Linked DNA regions of Hordeum vulgare: region 1 is linked to region 2. Evidence: chromatin contacts called from public Hi-C data. All regions are on one chromosome and are shown on one strand. The core of a region is the stretch at or near the end of the contact, and the rest is flanking DNA. Distances in the headings are between cores, read along the strand shown. Region 1 holds the start of LOC123427236. Region 2 has its middle 280 kb from the start of LOC123427236.

Evidence for each region. Hi-C and Micro-C count contacts between places; a contact is called where the count stands out from the background.
Region 1: a Hi-C map of leaf shows a contact between it and region 2, with 7 times the contacts expected there. The contact joins the promoter of LOC123427236 here to the enhancer-like site in region 2. A contact is called at or near these places in 2 of 6 Hi-C or Micro-C datasets (leaf and seedling) and 1 of 1 datasets of contacts at active chromatin or transcription factors (embryo).

Annotation. Positions count from the first base shown.
Region 1 is chr2H:355,335,086-355,342,421 of MorexV3_pseudomolecules_assembly, reverse strand. LOC123427236 reads right to left here and starts at 3,923. Exons shown (of 23, transcript XM_045111233.1): 1 at 3,339-3,923; 2 at 2,776-2,838; 3 at 2,474-2,545; 4 at 2,266-2,373; 5 at 2,105-2,185; 6 at 1,850-1,903; 7 at 1,626-1,751; 8 at 1,395-1,484; 9 at 1,182-1,301; 10 at 983-1,099; 11 at 777-893; 12 at 621-677; 13 at 450-524; 14 at 211-305. The coding sequence starts at 3,545.
Region 2 is chr2H:355,057,424-355,063,693 of MorexV3_pseudomolecules_assembly, reverse strand. No RefSeq gene overlaps it. Among protein-coding and RNA genes, the nearest start is that of LOC123427236, 280 kb to the left of the region's middle. Within about 2 kb of position 2,658, at least 2 of the 3 cell types and tissues checked have open chromatin away from gene starts, as enhancers often do. A contact at or near this core is called in leaf, where this site is marked.

The DNA of each region.
Region 1 (7,336 bases), core at 2,674-5,173, 280 kb before region 2:
AAATTGACGATCTAGGTACACGTGCCGGACTTATAAACGCAGATAGAGGGAGTACTAGGTTAAAACCAATGCAGCTTTGCACACCTTTTCATCCATAAACTCGGATATTTGTTTACAACCACGGATAGAACATGAAAAAACATCCATAGGACTTTCCTGAGGTTCCTGACTAGTTTTATCTTCTACCTCCTAACATTCAGATATGATCATGGAGACCTCCGGTGCCGGGTCTCGTCGCCTTCAGCTATGCTACCCTCTGGCTTCCACATGACGTCCTTCAGGCCATTCGAGATACTATGGTAAAACTGCACAGGACGTGAAATCATGCAACGGATCAGTTTAAAAACCAACAGCACAGTTCATCCTTTTTTTAAAACAGTATGAAGTTCCGAAGTAATTTCAGTGCAGTATCGCAAGTTTAAACTGTGGAGAAGCTGTGGTAATCTCACCTTGTGGAATTCGAGGGTGTCGCCATTCGACTTGCGGAGCTCCACCATGTATAGTGAGGGTGTCACTTCAAAAACCTGAGGTTATTACAGATGGAACCATGTCGGTCTATATACCATGCAAGATAGTGCAAAGCAACATATAACAAGGCAAAGCCCAACTATGAATTATACCTCTGTTGCAATCGCCAGCTGACCTTTCCTTCCAGGATTCTCTCCTTGCAACTTCAGCTGATTTGATTCAATACCAGAAAATTGCCATCAGGATAATGTTCAGGTAAAATGGAAACAAGCTGTAATTGTTTTTTTATCTGCTAATATAATAGGCACCTTGTAGTTGCGCTTCTGTACATTGAAGCCCATGGGTCCTGCTGCTGCTTCAATTTTCGACAATATTTCATTTGCTGGAAGCCTCGATGCAAACCGTGTTTCACGTTTAACAGAATCCTATTAATATCAAGATTTCAGGTTGAGGAAAAAGAATCCCATGGTTACAAAAAACTTGATTCATGAACAATTTGAGATGTTGAGCATACAGTTTGCTTCTCAAAAAGGGTGCCAAGATTGAGGCCCTGAGAGGTAGAGATCAACTCGAATGCATTCATCACTGCCGGTCTTTCTTCACGTCTCTCAACAACAAGCTGTGCTGGGTCCTGGATCATTACAAACAATGTTATGAAGTCCATCCACGGCATTAGGACGCATGTTGATATAACATGGTGAGGAGATACTTACCCCGGATTCGTTGAAAATAGAGTTGATGTCATCCAGATTAACTTCGGCTGTCTCAAACCTAGGAGGCTGATATCCTTTCTTGAACCACTCATTGTTAATAACCTCAGCAATAGTTATTCTCTGCACAGGGAGATAACAATGACATGAGCTATCTCTCAGATATAAGCTTGGATAAAACAAACTGACATGCTACGGATGAACAGATGAACATACAGTGTTCGGGTTAGGATCTAGTATCTTCTTGATGAGCTTCTTCGCGCTGGTCGAGAACCAAGATGGACAACTGAAGTCTGCTTTGTATATCTGCATGAAGAAGAAGGTTATCTTTCACGCACTTATTCTGGAAACATCGACCAAGCACTTGCATCGTATTGGTAAAAGCATTTTTCCTCGCAAAAAAGGAACTTGCTTTTGACAACAAAAAAAGCAGTAAAAGTAATTCACCTTCTTGTAAAGCGCCATGAGATTTGAATCTTCGAACGGAAGGTAGCCCGCCATGAGGACAAAGAGAATCACCCCACATGACCACAGATCGGCCTTGGCTCCATCATAACCTTTGTTATTTATAACCTGTACGCCCAAGAGAGTATTGAAAAATGAGAACAAAATATTCACTTGAATGGAGAGAAGTAGATAATTAATTTAAGGTGTGGATGCAAATGAAGAACCTCGGGAGCAACATAATTAGGAGTTCCACAAGTCGTATGCAGCAGACCATCCTCCTGCAAGACAGCAGAAACATATGCAAAAATAATCATCAGATCCTATCGTCTGATTCACAATGACACGTACCATGCACTGTGAGATAGTAATAAATAGCAAAACTGAAGAAAAAAAACAGATGCGCGGGAGGATACACTGAATTTTCCATCACAATGGTTTTCATCAAGCTGGAAAAAAGAGAAAGCAGTCAATTTGCTTACTCTGACTTGCTGCGATAGGGCGCTGAGTCCAAAATCGGACACCTTGAGAGTGCCGTTAGCATCAAGTAGAAGATTTTCAGGCTGAAACGTGGAAGGAGAAAATGGTATCAGCCACTTTTTGTTTCTTCCACATAGAGCACATTGAGTAACCACCACAGCACCTTGAGATCACGGTGATAGACGCCTCTGCTGTGGCAGTAGTCGACAGCGTTGATGAGCTGCTGGAAATATTTCCTGGCGTCGTCCTCTTTGAGCCTCCCACGCGAAGCCTAGACCACGGATCACGACAAAGTAAGCATCATATAGGCAGAGTGGGAAGCAAAGCATAACCCAAAATGTGGAGCAAGGTATATAGTAGGAAGCACTCACGATTTTGTCGAAAAGTTCGCCGCCTGTGACAAGCTCCATGACTATGTATATCTTTGTCCTGCTGGCCATCACCTTTACAAGACACGGCAATTAAAAGTGGGCATGGTCATTTACATACATAGTCAAAAGGCAGAAGGTGCTAGTTTTCATCAGAAATGAAAAGATAAACGGAGATATATATAATTTCCTTATGCGAGGAATACGAGCAAATAATTACTGTGTTTTCCTTAAAATGATGATGATGATGATTTCAGGTTGAGGTTGCGCTAGTACTAGTTAAAGAGACAAGAAGCTATGCATACCTCGTACATGCGGATGACGTTGGGGTGCCTGATGAGCTTCATGGTGGAGATCTCGCGCTTTATCTGCAGAGAAAAAGAAAGAGAGATGGATGAGAGACCAAACAAAAGGCAGGAGCCAAATTTGATCACGGTCACCACCTACTAAACTCTGCCCTTTCCAACGAACGCGCACGAGACGCCCGCCAAGCCTTGGCCTTGGCCTTGGCGGGCGCATTGAATTGGCTGTAGAAGGCTATTCTGTCTGCTGCCAGTTTCACGGATTCTCACGTCTCAGCGTTCCACAAAGTCTATATGGTAGGAGTACTACTCTTTCGTCCAATAGTTTTCACCATTTTTTTATTTAGAAAAAACATCCCTACGAACCTCTAGTATTTTTTTAACAATGCTTAATGATCAAGAAAGATGATCCTTCCTTTTAGTACAAGAGAAATAATCTGAACCAGCCATGGATTTGGATTGGGAAGAAGAAAATCTATCTTTTACTCTTCCTTTCGGCGTTGGCTCCGAAGAAGAAGAAGAAGAAGAAGAGGAAGATGAAGAAAGACAAGACGGAGGATAGGTACCTGCGCGATCATCTTGTGCTTGAGGACCTTGTCCTTGTCGAGGATCTTGATGGCGACATTCTCGCTGGTCTCGACGTTCCTGGCGAACTTGACCTTGGCGAACGTCCCTTCCCCCAGCGTCCTCCCCAGCTCGTACCTCCCCACCCGCGTCCTGCCGCCGCCGCCCCCATGCGCGCTCATCTTCCCACCCGCGCTCGAATCAACCATTCAAGACCCACCGATTAAAAGAGTTACCCGATAAACAGATCCGTTCCTGCGGCTGCGGGTCGCCGGCGACTAGGACCTCTTCTTGTCGCAGGGTCTCCACTGCACGAAGAGCTCCTTGTTGTCCTCCCCTTGCTGCCGATGCCGCATGGAGTCTGGTGGTAGTTGGTTGTCAGCGCACTCGTGGAGTCGCAGGCATGGAAGTGGGATCAAGATTCAGGCGTTAGTAGTAGTGGCGGTTAATGGCGGAACGGTAGGGGAGAGAGGAGAGGAGAGGAGAGGAGATGGTGGTATGTATAGGCGGCCGGAGGCGGAGGAGGAGGAGGAGGGGGCGAGGAAGGAAGCGCGGTCCTGCCGCGTGCGTGCGTGCGTGCGTGGTGACGTCTGACGAAGGTGCGGTGCGGTGCGGTGCTTGGAGGAGCGTCGCGTCGTGCGCGCGCGCGTGCGGGCGACTGGGCGAGTTTTTCCTAGTGTTCATTGCCGCTCTGTCCGTTGGACCATCTTGGCACGATCCCCTCAATAGGTCAATCGTAGCTATTTTTATTCAATCGTAGTATGTTGATGTTTTTTTTCTTAGGGTTGTAGTATGTTGATGCTAGTAGGTAGGAGTATATTCTACAATAACTAATGGTGCTATATTTGTTTGACCACCCCAAATAATTCCAGTGCATTATTACCCACCATTAGTTATTGTAGAATATACTCCTATCTACTTGTATTTTTGAACGAATGACCATGTATATTTTACCAGTCGCAAATTATTCTGTTGCTCGTGTTCGGGTGGGCCCAAAAGAAAGGAATTGCTGGGACCACACAGGAAATGGCATTTTTTTTCCTTAGGGGATATTCCAGTTGTCATTTGAAAATAGATGTAGTACACGTGGTAAGAGCTTTGGTTTACTTATTCGTCACGCTCTAATTAAGGTTGGTGGCATCATCTGATGCACACTTAGTTTTATGCGTCCATGGTTTTGCTTTTGACGTGGCGGATAATACCATCATTTTGTTTCCACGAGCTTGTTTGTACACTCGATGATATCATAGAAAAGCACATGAAACAAAGATAAGACACATGGTGGCTCGTCAGTGCACCATATGTATCCCGCCACTGTAAGTTAGCTGTGTCCCTATCCTCAAAAAATCTTTTATTATTTGTGCTATATATTTTTCTTTCTAAAGGAAAAACCCAAACGCAAGTGGACAAAGAAAGATTTAGACATCGTCTGCCGTGCGTCACAGTGCGAGGGTCAAATTCAAACAAAAGTTCCATGATGAAAAATGAGAGGCATATTTTGAGATAGCAGAGGTCTTAAAGACTTGGCTAAAAGGAGGTTTTTGGGAAAGGTTACTAACGAGCAAAAACTGGACTTTATGGCGTTACTAGAGAATGATAGAGATAACTTTACCTCACAGTTCCCAGGAACAAATTCGGGTGGCTCCGATTTTGATTGGCATTGCTTACCACCTAGAGGGGGGTCCGACAGGATCTTGCTCGGAGTCAATTGTGAGACTCTTGAAGTAAGCAACGTTTTTAGAGGGGGGGTTATGCAGTCAAATTTCACGTTATAAGTCGAAAGTTGATGACTTTAGGTGGTCTCTCGTTGCAGTTTATGGACTTGCACAACCTGAGTTCAAGTTTGACTTTCTCGCTGATTTAGCGAGGATTTGCGGGGATGGAAGGTTACCAATCCTAGTCGAAGGCGATTTCAATATCATTAGAAGGAGAGTGGAGAAAATTAATGATAATTTTGACGGAGATGGTTGTCCATGTTTAACGCTATTATTGAAAGTCTTGACCTACAAGAGATTGATCTCACAGGAAGATAATATACATGGGCGAATAACTTACCAAATCCAACTTATGAGAAGTTGGACCGAGTTCTAGCCAGTGTTGAACGGGAGCAGAAATTCCCTATGGCAACGATGCAGGCATTACATAGGGCACTCTGTGATCATACTCCAATTGTCGTTGACTCGGGGAAGTCGACCCATGTTGGAACAAAAATATATTCTCTTTAGAAAGAGCGGGGCTCCAAAGAGAGGGTTTCCTTGATTAAAGTGTCGATTATGGTATGACCGGGATGTTGGAGCACTTTTATTCCTTGGTGAAATCCTTGTGGTGTATTAGTCGGGGGGCGCAATGGTTAACTCCTCCCAACCTCTTCTCTAGGGGCGCACTGGTAGTACTTTGCTTCAAGAGAGCTAATGAAACTTTTACAATAAGTATATGAGTTCTTTATGACTAATGTGAGTGCATTATCCTTTCCGCAATTTGCTAGCCTCTTCGGTACCGTGCATTACCCTTTCTCGCCTCAAGTGTCATTGTAAACTTCGCTGGTCCATCCAAACCCCGTGATATGATACGCTCTATCGCACATAAGTTGTTGGGGGATATACCCTACGGGATGACCCGCCAGAAAGATGACCCGACCGTCAAGGCGGCTGCTCATGAGTATGATTTCTACACGAGCCGTGGAAGCCTTGAAGCCCAAGACCCAGGAGGCGGCTTGTTACAAAAGGCCGGTTCATGCGCCGATACTTGGCACGCTGGCTCGAGAAGGAAGTTGTAAGGGATTTTCCATGCTTGAGAGACAAGATAAGTAGGAATTAGACTATGTCACGAGTTGTAATGCGACGCAAACTCTGTTGTAATCTCACGACCTCGACCTATATATAAAGGGGAGCCCCTGAGATAGAAAGGGCAAGTACGAAATCCTCGAGAGCTAGGTTAGCGATTCTGCACCCTTGTAATCGAGATCATCATTAATAACACACAATGCATGACATAGGCCTTTACCTCCATCGGAGGGGCCGAACCTGGGTAAATCCTTGTCTCTCATTTCCTATCAACCCCATTGAAAGGACCATGATGACGCCTAGAGGGGGGTGAATAGGCTATTTAAAAACTTCTTCGGATTTGGCTTAAACCTAATGCGGAAATAAACTAAGAGGATACTTTTCAAGCACAAATCCTAAATGCAATAGGCACCGCAACGTCTACCAACAACATGATCTACCAAGATGGACACAACACGGTTACTAACAAGCACAAGTAAGTTACACAAACTTACTTGAGCTATATCACACGACAAGTAGGTGAACGACACAAGATACTAGATCACACTGTAGCACACGATATATCAAAAGCTTCAAGTGTGAATGTGTGGATATAGGGGGTATGCTTGAACGATTAATCTTGTACAAGGAAATAACCAACACAATATAATGAGCACAAACAATATGCAATGTATGTATGCTCAAGTAACACAAGTAAGCCACAAGTAAGGAGTTAGGGTTAAGGATAACCAAGGTCACTGAGACAAAGATGTATCCCGATGTTCACTTCCTTGGAGGGAAGCTAGTCACCGTTAGAGAGGTGGATGTTACCACGAAGGCTCACCCTATTCTCCCTTTGAGATAACACCACGAAGGCGTTTCTCAACCACTAGTGGTAAGCCTTTGAGGTGGCTTCCAAACCCTCACAAACTTTTCAGGGGGGTAATCACACGGATTGATTCCTCTCCGAAGAACTCCTACCGCCTAGGAGTCTCCAACCTCCAAGAGTAACAAGATCACGGGGAATGCTCAAAACTTGCTCAAATCTCAAATAGCTTGGGTTGAGAGAAGGAGAGGGAGACGATCTATCTTTAGATTGGAACAACTCTCAAAGGGGCTCACAAATGCTCTTGGGATCTAAGATTTAGTGTGAGCAAATGTGTGTGAGGTAGAAATGTGTTCTTATGAGGATATGGCTGTGTTGGGCACCCTCTCACGAAGTGGGAGGGAGGTATTTA
Region 2 (6,270 bases), core at 1,409-3,908:
TTCACCAATGAGAATGCCTAGTCGCTAGCTCATTTTGCCCGCGCCTCGCAACACCTGCAACACCAGTACTTGTCACGATAATTGCGTCTGCAGCGGACCACCTGGTGCAAAGAGGCACCGCCGTCGGCAGCAAGCATCATCAGTGTTGCCTCGCATTGTCGTGTCCTGCAGTGAAGCTTCCGCCAAACAACCGCTCTGATGTTGCCGGTGAAGGCGTCATCTCAACTATGTTGGTCACGAGCTTTGCAAGGCAGTGGCTTTGCTGCTGCTGCATAAAGCTTGTCGACATTTCAATCAAAGTTGATGCTACAATCGAGAGGTATCGCCGGCTCCAGATGCTGCAATGCACTGCAATGGAGCCCAGCTTTTGTCGCACCATCGTTGCTGCAATGGAGCACTGCTAGTGTTATGAAAGTTGTGATGGTGATGCAATGGAGCTCCGTCTGGGCTGTAATGGAGCTTCGCCAGACAAGAGAGGTGTTGCGTCGAAGTTGTCGCATGCTCGGTGTTGCATGGCTTTGCTGCATTGGCGCATTGTCGGGCCGTCAGACGTTGCATTGCAGCATTGTCCGTGGTACGATGGCGGGGCTGGTGTAAACATAATCGACATCCCGACAAATGGCAGCGCTGCATTGTTGGCCAAGGAAGGGCTGTTGTTCCGGCACTGCTTCATTGCAATAGGAGGATGGGAAGGCGAGAAAAGGAAAAGGGAAATGTTTTCCGTCAGCGCGCCGGCCGAAATGTTCGGCCGGTCACGTGGCTGGCGTTCGATCTCCATATCTCGCGTGCCCACCTCGTCTTCCTTCCTTCCTATCCCATTCCTCCCTCTCCTTCCTCCTCCTCCTCCTCCTTCTTCTTCCTCCTCTCCCCCTTCCCCCCTGCAACCTCAGGCATTGTCGGCGAGCACTGTGACTTCTCCACCGGCAGCCGCTGCGCCTGACGGCGGTGACCAAAGGTGACCACGCGAGATGCTACAGCCGGGGCGACGGTTGAAACTTTTTTTATATACGGTTGAAGCTTTTTCTGTCAACGTTTGCAACTTTTCCTTCGTTGAAGCATTTGGTTGAAGTTTTTTTTTAACGGTTGAAGCTTTTCTATATATGGTTGAAACTTTTTGAAGAGTGACCACGCGAGATGCTGCGGCCGGAGCGGTGTTTGAAACTTTTTTCATATACGGTTGAAGCTTTTTCTATCAACGTTTGCAACTTTTCCTCGTTGAAGTTTTTTGATTGAAGCTTTTTGTCTTAACGGTTGAAGCTTTTTCTATACACAGTTGAAACTTTTTTTCTAGCGTTTGCAACACAGGGGGGTGAGATGCGACCAACGAGGTGAAGACCGACGGTATGAGCAACGGCGAGTGCGCCGGCGAGCGGCGGGAGCAGCGAACGGTGGGGGCGAGCTGAGTCCCGGAGCGCGGGGCAGCCGGGGCGGCGTGCGGTCTAGACGAGCTGAGCCGCGGAGCTGTATCCATGGTGATTCGATGGGCGGCCGAGGCGGCGACCAGCGGCGACCGACGGTGAGGGTGACTAGCGGTGAGGAGGCGAGGCGAGGCGGTCGGCGCGTACTGGGGCGTCGGCGCGTGCGAGGCTGTCGGCGCGTGCGAGGCGACCAACTGTTGGGGACGACGGGATCCGACGGTTCGGATTGGGCAGATCTAACGACTGCAGGTCGACCGGCCTAATAGTTGGGCCGGCGCACCGCGCACAGTCTTAACCAAAGGAAAATGCGTGTTGCGAGCCTGCAATCAGACGGCTCCACACACACCTCAATCAGAGAGCTCCACAGGCGGCTAATCTTTTGTAAGATCAGCCCACCGCCCATGGAAATTTCACTCTTTTTTTATTCAAAAAAAAGAAAAGATTCTCTTCTATCGACCGATCGCACGCCGTCGTCCGCCGGCTCCACGGCCGTTCGATTGTGTGTTCGTACGTCCGTCGAAGTCGCTTTCGTTTTCCTGCAACTCACGTATTGTTTTAGGGCAAACATTTTTGATATTAGATATAAGTAGAGGTGTTTCGGGGCTCGTCTGACTGTGAGAGCGAGCGGCTTGATTTGGAAAAAAATTCTGCAACATCTTCCTTGTTGCAAGAAAAAATTCTGCAATATTAGTTATGTTGCAGAAGAAAAATTCCAGCAACAATATCTGTGTTGCAAAAGTTTCGCAACACGGTCCCTTTGCAAACATCCGAACGCAACATTATGCTTGTTGCAAAAATTGTCAGCTCAATCTGTTGGTCATCCCGTATTAAATCTTTGTAGCAGAAAAAATTATATAGCCGTTTGCAGCTCTATCGGGGTCCGAAACAAAGCGATTGTTTCCGCAACTGATTTGTTGTTTCAGAAATTAATGTGTTGAGGAAGACGACCGAGTCACGTGTCAGGATTTAGATCGAATGGCTGCGGACGGCTGCACATGCGAAGATTCGACGGTTATCGGTGTGGTGGATATTTATTAGACATCCATCGATGGATGCGTAGCTTTCCCAAAAAAAATACCACAATTAGATTTTAAAATTTCCAAATATATATAAACATGTGCGAGCAGCTCCGATCTCTACTCTATTCTACTACAGGGGTAAAGTACGATTATGATAGGTTCGTGGAACTGAACACCGAGGCAATGTACAGATGTCTCACTATTCGCTTTCATCGATTGATCTTTGGCAATGCAGCATGGCGCGTTCGTCCAGCGACGTACAGGACAGGACAGGAGGTGTCTTCTTTACTTGTGTGCCCGTTTCGCCCGCGCACAGGCCTTGCGTGATGGATGGCTATGTTTGTCCACCAAATATCTCACTGCGTGCCCACTAGTTTATCACTTATACTTGCTCCGTCTCCAAATAAATAACGTATAAATTAAGTTAAAAAGTTTAATCTTTTCTAAATTTGATCAAATATACATTAAAAAATATGAAAATAAATAACGCAAAATCAGTATCAGTATATCCACCAAGATCTATTTTATAATTTATTTATTCAATATTTTTTCGTGTTAATTGTTCTTTCTACATATTTGGTCAAACTTAAATTAACTTTATAAGGGCACCTCCAAGCGTTACCGCAAACCATCCGCAACGGTTTGGACCGCATAAGCCATTCAACGTGGTTCTCTATCTATCCGCGGAGCGGTCCGGACGTGATTTCTTTTGTAAACCGAAGGCAAACGTGGGGAAGGTTTGCGGGAATTTGGATATGAGAAACGGCGCTGTATACCACTCTGGCCCACCTAAAAGGAAGGCGGAGCCCATGATTTTCTTGCAAAGCACAACTTCCCTGTCAAGATTCCCCATTCAGTCCTTGCCGCTTTTCACCCACTTTCCGCTCTTTTCTTCCATCATTTCCTTCCTTCCGTCGCCGACGCATGGAGCCACCGGAGAACCTGTCGGAGATGGAGCTGGTGGAAGTGCCGAAGGATCCGCGCATCGCGCACAGCCCGAGAGATCAACTCTTCGACGTGACAGGGTCGTCGTGTCAAAGCGAAGGCGACAAAGGAGAAGAAGTTCAAGAAGCGATTGGCCACCGGTGGGCATGCTGGTGGCGATAGGCATGGATGTCGTGGAGGTTGGCGCAGTTGTGGCGGATGCCGCAAGACAGGCATGCGCACAACACAGACGATGCCATGACCGGAGTCTTACAAGCCTCCGTACTACTACGCCGCCAAGTAGCTCGGCACCCGAGACAGTACGGTGCCTTACATCATCGACATCAACGCGACCCTCTATTCTCCGAGTATTCTTCGACGCAGATGCAGCGGGCGCGGTCGACACCGAGGGAGTAGATGGGTACCAGCATGTTATTCGTTGCAATGCCTAGAGTTGGGTAGCCGGCATACGACACGGATATGGAGATGCTCGACATCATCCATGACGGAGGCGAGGGAGGGAGAGGGGCAATGAGGACGGTCAGGTGGAAGACTCAGACCCCATCCAATCCGACAACTACCAGCAATCGTACACCTAGACGGCCACACAACATACGTACACCCAGACCAGCGATGGCAGAGAGCAACATTAGTAATGGGCAGCCGGAGAGCAGCAACCCGAGGGGGGAAGGAAGAGGAGGAGGGCACCGACGATAATGATGATCTGGGTGATATAACCAACGATCCGAAGAAGAAGGGAAGCGGAGAAAGCTTTAACATGAGGGAGGACGAGCTATTGTGCGAGGCATGGTTGGCAACTAGCCTCGATCAGTTCCATGGCACGGAGCAAAAGGGCACAACCTTTTGGAGGAACATTCACATATGGTTCCATAAACACAAACATTTTCGTGCCCTACACCATCGCGGTCATCCGCAACAGTGAATGGACGTCCCTCAATCATCGATGATACACCATTCAAGAGGCCCTGTCCAAGTATTGCGGCCACTTAAAGCAGCTCATCGCACAGTGGCCTAGCGGTGCAAAAATCACCAAGCAAGTAAGTTGATCAGTAGCTGGATATGCTTCAGTTTTGTTGATCACTAGCCGAACATGTATTGCTTTCTTGCTCACTATACGGATACGCATTGTCAACATTGTTTCACTTTGTAGCTTTCTCGTGCGTGTTTGGTGTACAAGAAGTTGGAGAAGTAGTCCTTCACCATCATGCATTGTTGGTTCGAGTTAAATGCTGGAACCTTTTCATTGCCAAGACCGTCGTCCAAGTCAACGAGGAAGAAACCGATGACCCTATCGACCCAACCTAACAACCGCCGAAGAAGGTTTGAAGAAACCTACGGGAGGAAAAGTGGGAGGAGGAGAGGGCGAAGCGAGACGGTGTGGCGGCCAAGATGACAGAGAAGTTTGAGAACATCTTCATGAACTAGGTGGAGGCATGTGTGAGGCGCTCGGAGAAAAGGAAGGCGGAGAGGTTCACGCAGTTAATGAACGCGATGGACAAGAAGCTCGCGCTCGAAGAAAGGTGGACCGTGATCGAAGGAAGGAAGGTCGCGCTCGAGGAAAAGAGGATGAAGATCGCCGCCAATGCGGAGGACGCCAAGATGTTGACCTTAAATGTCGACTCTTTGGATTCTGGCGCAAGAGTCATGGTGCAATCCTATTAGTACCTGATGTTGCAGCGGTAGAAAGATGAGTTGACGGCGGCGACGAAGTATGAAGACATCGTGGAGGCATACGCGGAGGCGGACGAGGAGGTTGCAAACGCCATTGCGACGACACCTCCTTGATCGGGGAGCAGCTCGCTGAAATTGCCGGTCTTGCAAGGCAGAAATGCAAGGGTTGTCGGAGTGATGTTCTTTTGAAATCGGATATATAGAAAACTAAGCTTATTTGCTTCATTTTAATGGGATCGGGCATGCGATTTGGCGTGTGTGGACTGGGTCGAACACATATTTGAATTTAAATTTACTGATAGACATATACAGGATAGCGCTGGAAAGCGTTGGATGTCGTCCTTCCACACCCTTATCGGTAGACTGATCCCTTGTCATGTGGAAATAAATTTGTGGGTTGCCATTAAAGATGCCCTAAGAGCATCTCTAGCAGACACCGCATTCCGCCAGCCTGCAAAACCGTGATGCGGGGCATAAAAAACGAATTTGCCGGTCCACTTTTGGCTGCGGCAGAACAGACACCGCATTGCCGAACTGCAAAACAGAATATTGCAGTTCGGCAATGCGGTGTGTGTTCTGCAAACCGCAAAAACAGAATTGCACAAATAAAAAGAAATTTCGACAAGTAATATGAAAAGTTCGGAAATTCAACATAGTTCTCACATACAAATAGCAAATAATATAGTTTTAAGCATCCAAACAACCGAATAGATCATTTTTGCATCAAAAGAACCACATTAAAGTGGCGAATCCATGATGAAGAACCACCAAGCACCACCACCAACACCACCACCACCGATGGCAGTCGTCCTCCTTCGCTCCAAGATCCCCTTTCTCCAATATTGCCGGTGTCCCTGTACCGAGTGGGAGGGCGAGCTTTAGGGCGACCGCCCCCCTTGGTGGCGGCGGGAACGGGGCGCGCCTCCCTGCGCAATGATGTTGCCGAGGCGCTTGCGAGGAACGACGTTGGAGGAGGCTTCCGGCGCGGCTCGGAGATGGCCGGCAGGGAGATCCACCGCGGCTCCGCCCGCCATTGATTTGGCTACCTCTACTTCCACGATGACGAGCGCGGGGTTGGGGGTGTTCATGGCTGCGTTCAAGGGCCGCCGGGAGCTCGGCCGGAGCGGGGAGGTGAAGATCCTCGGCGGCGGGGGAAGAGGAAAGGTGAATTGCCACGATGAAATGTCCCTCCCGCCAAACCGATCTAGAATAGAGGT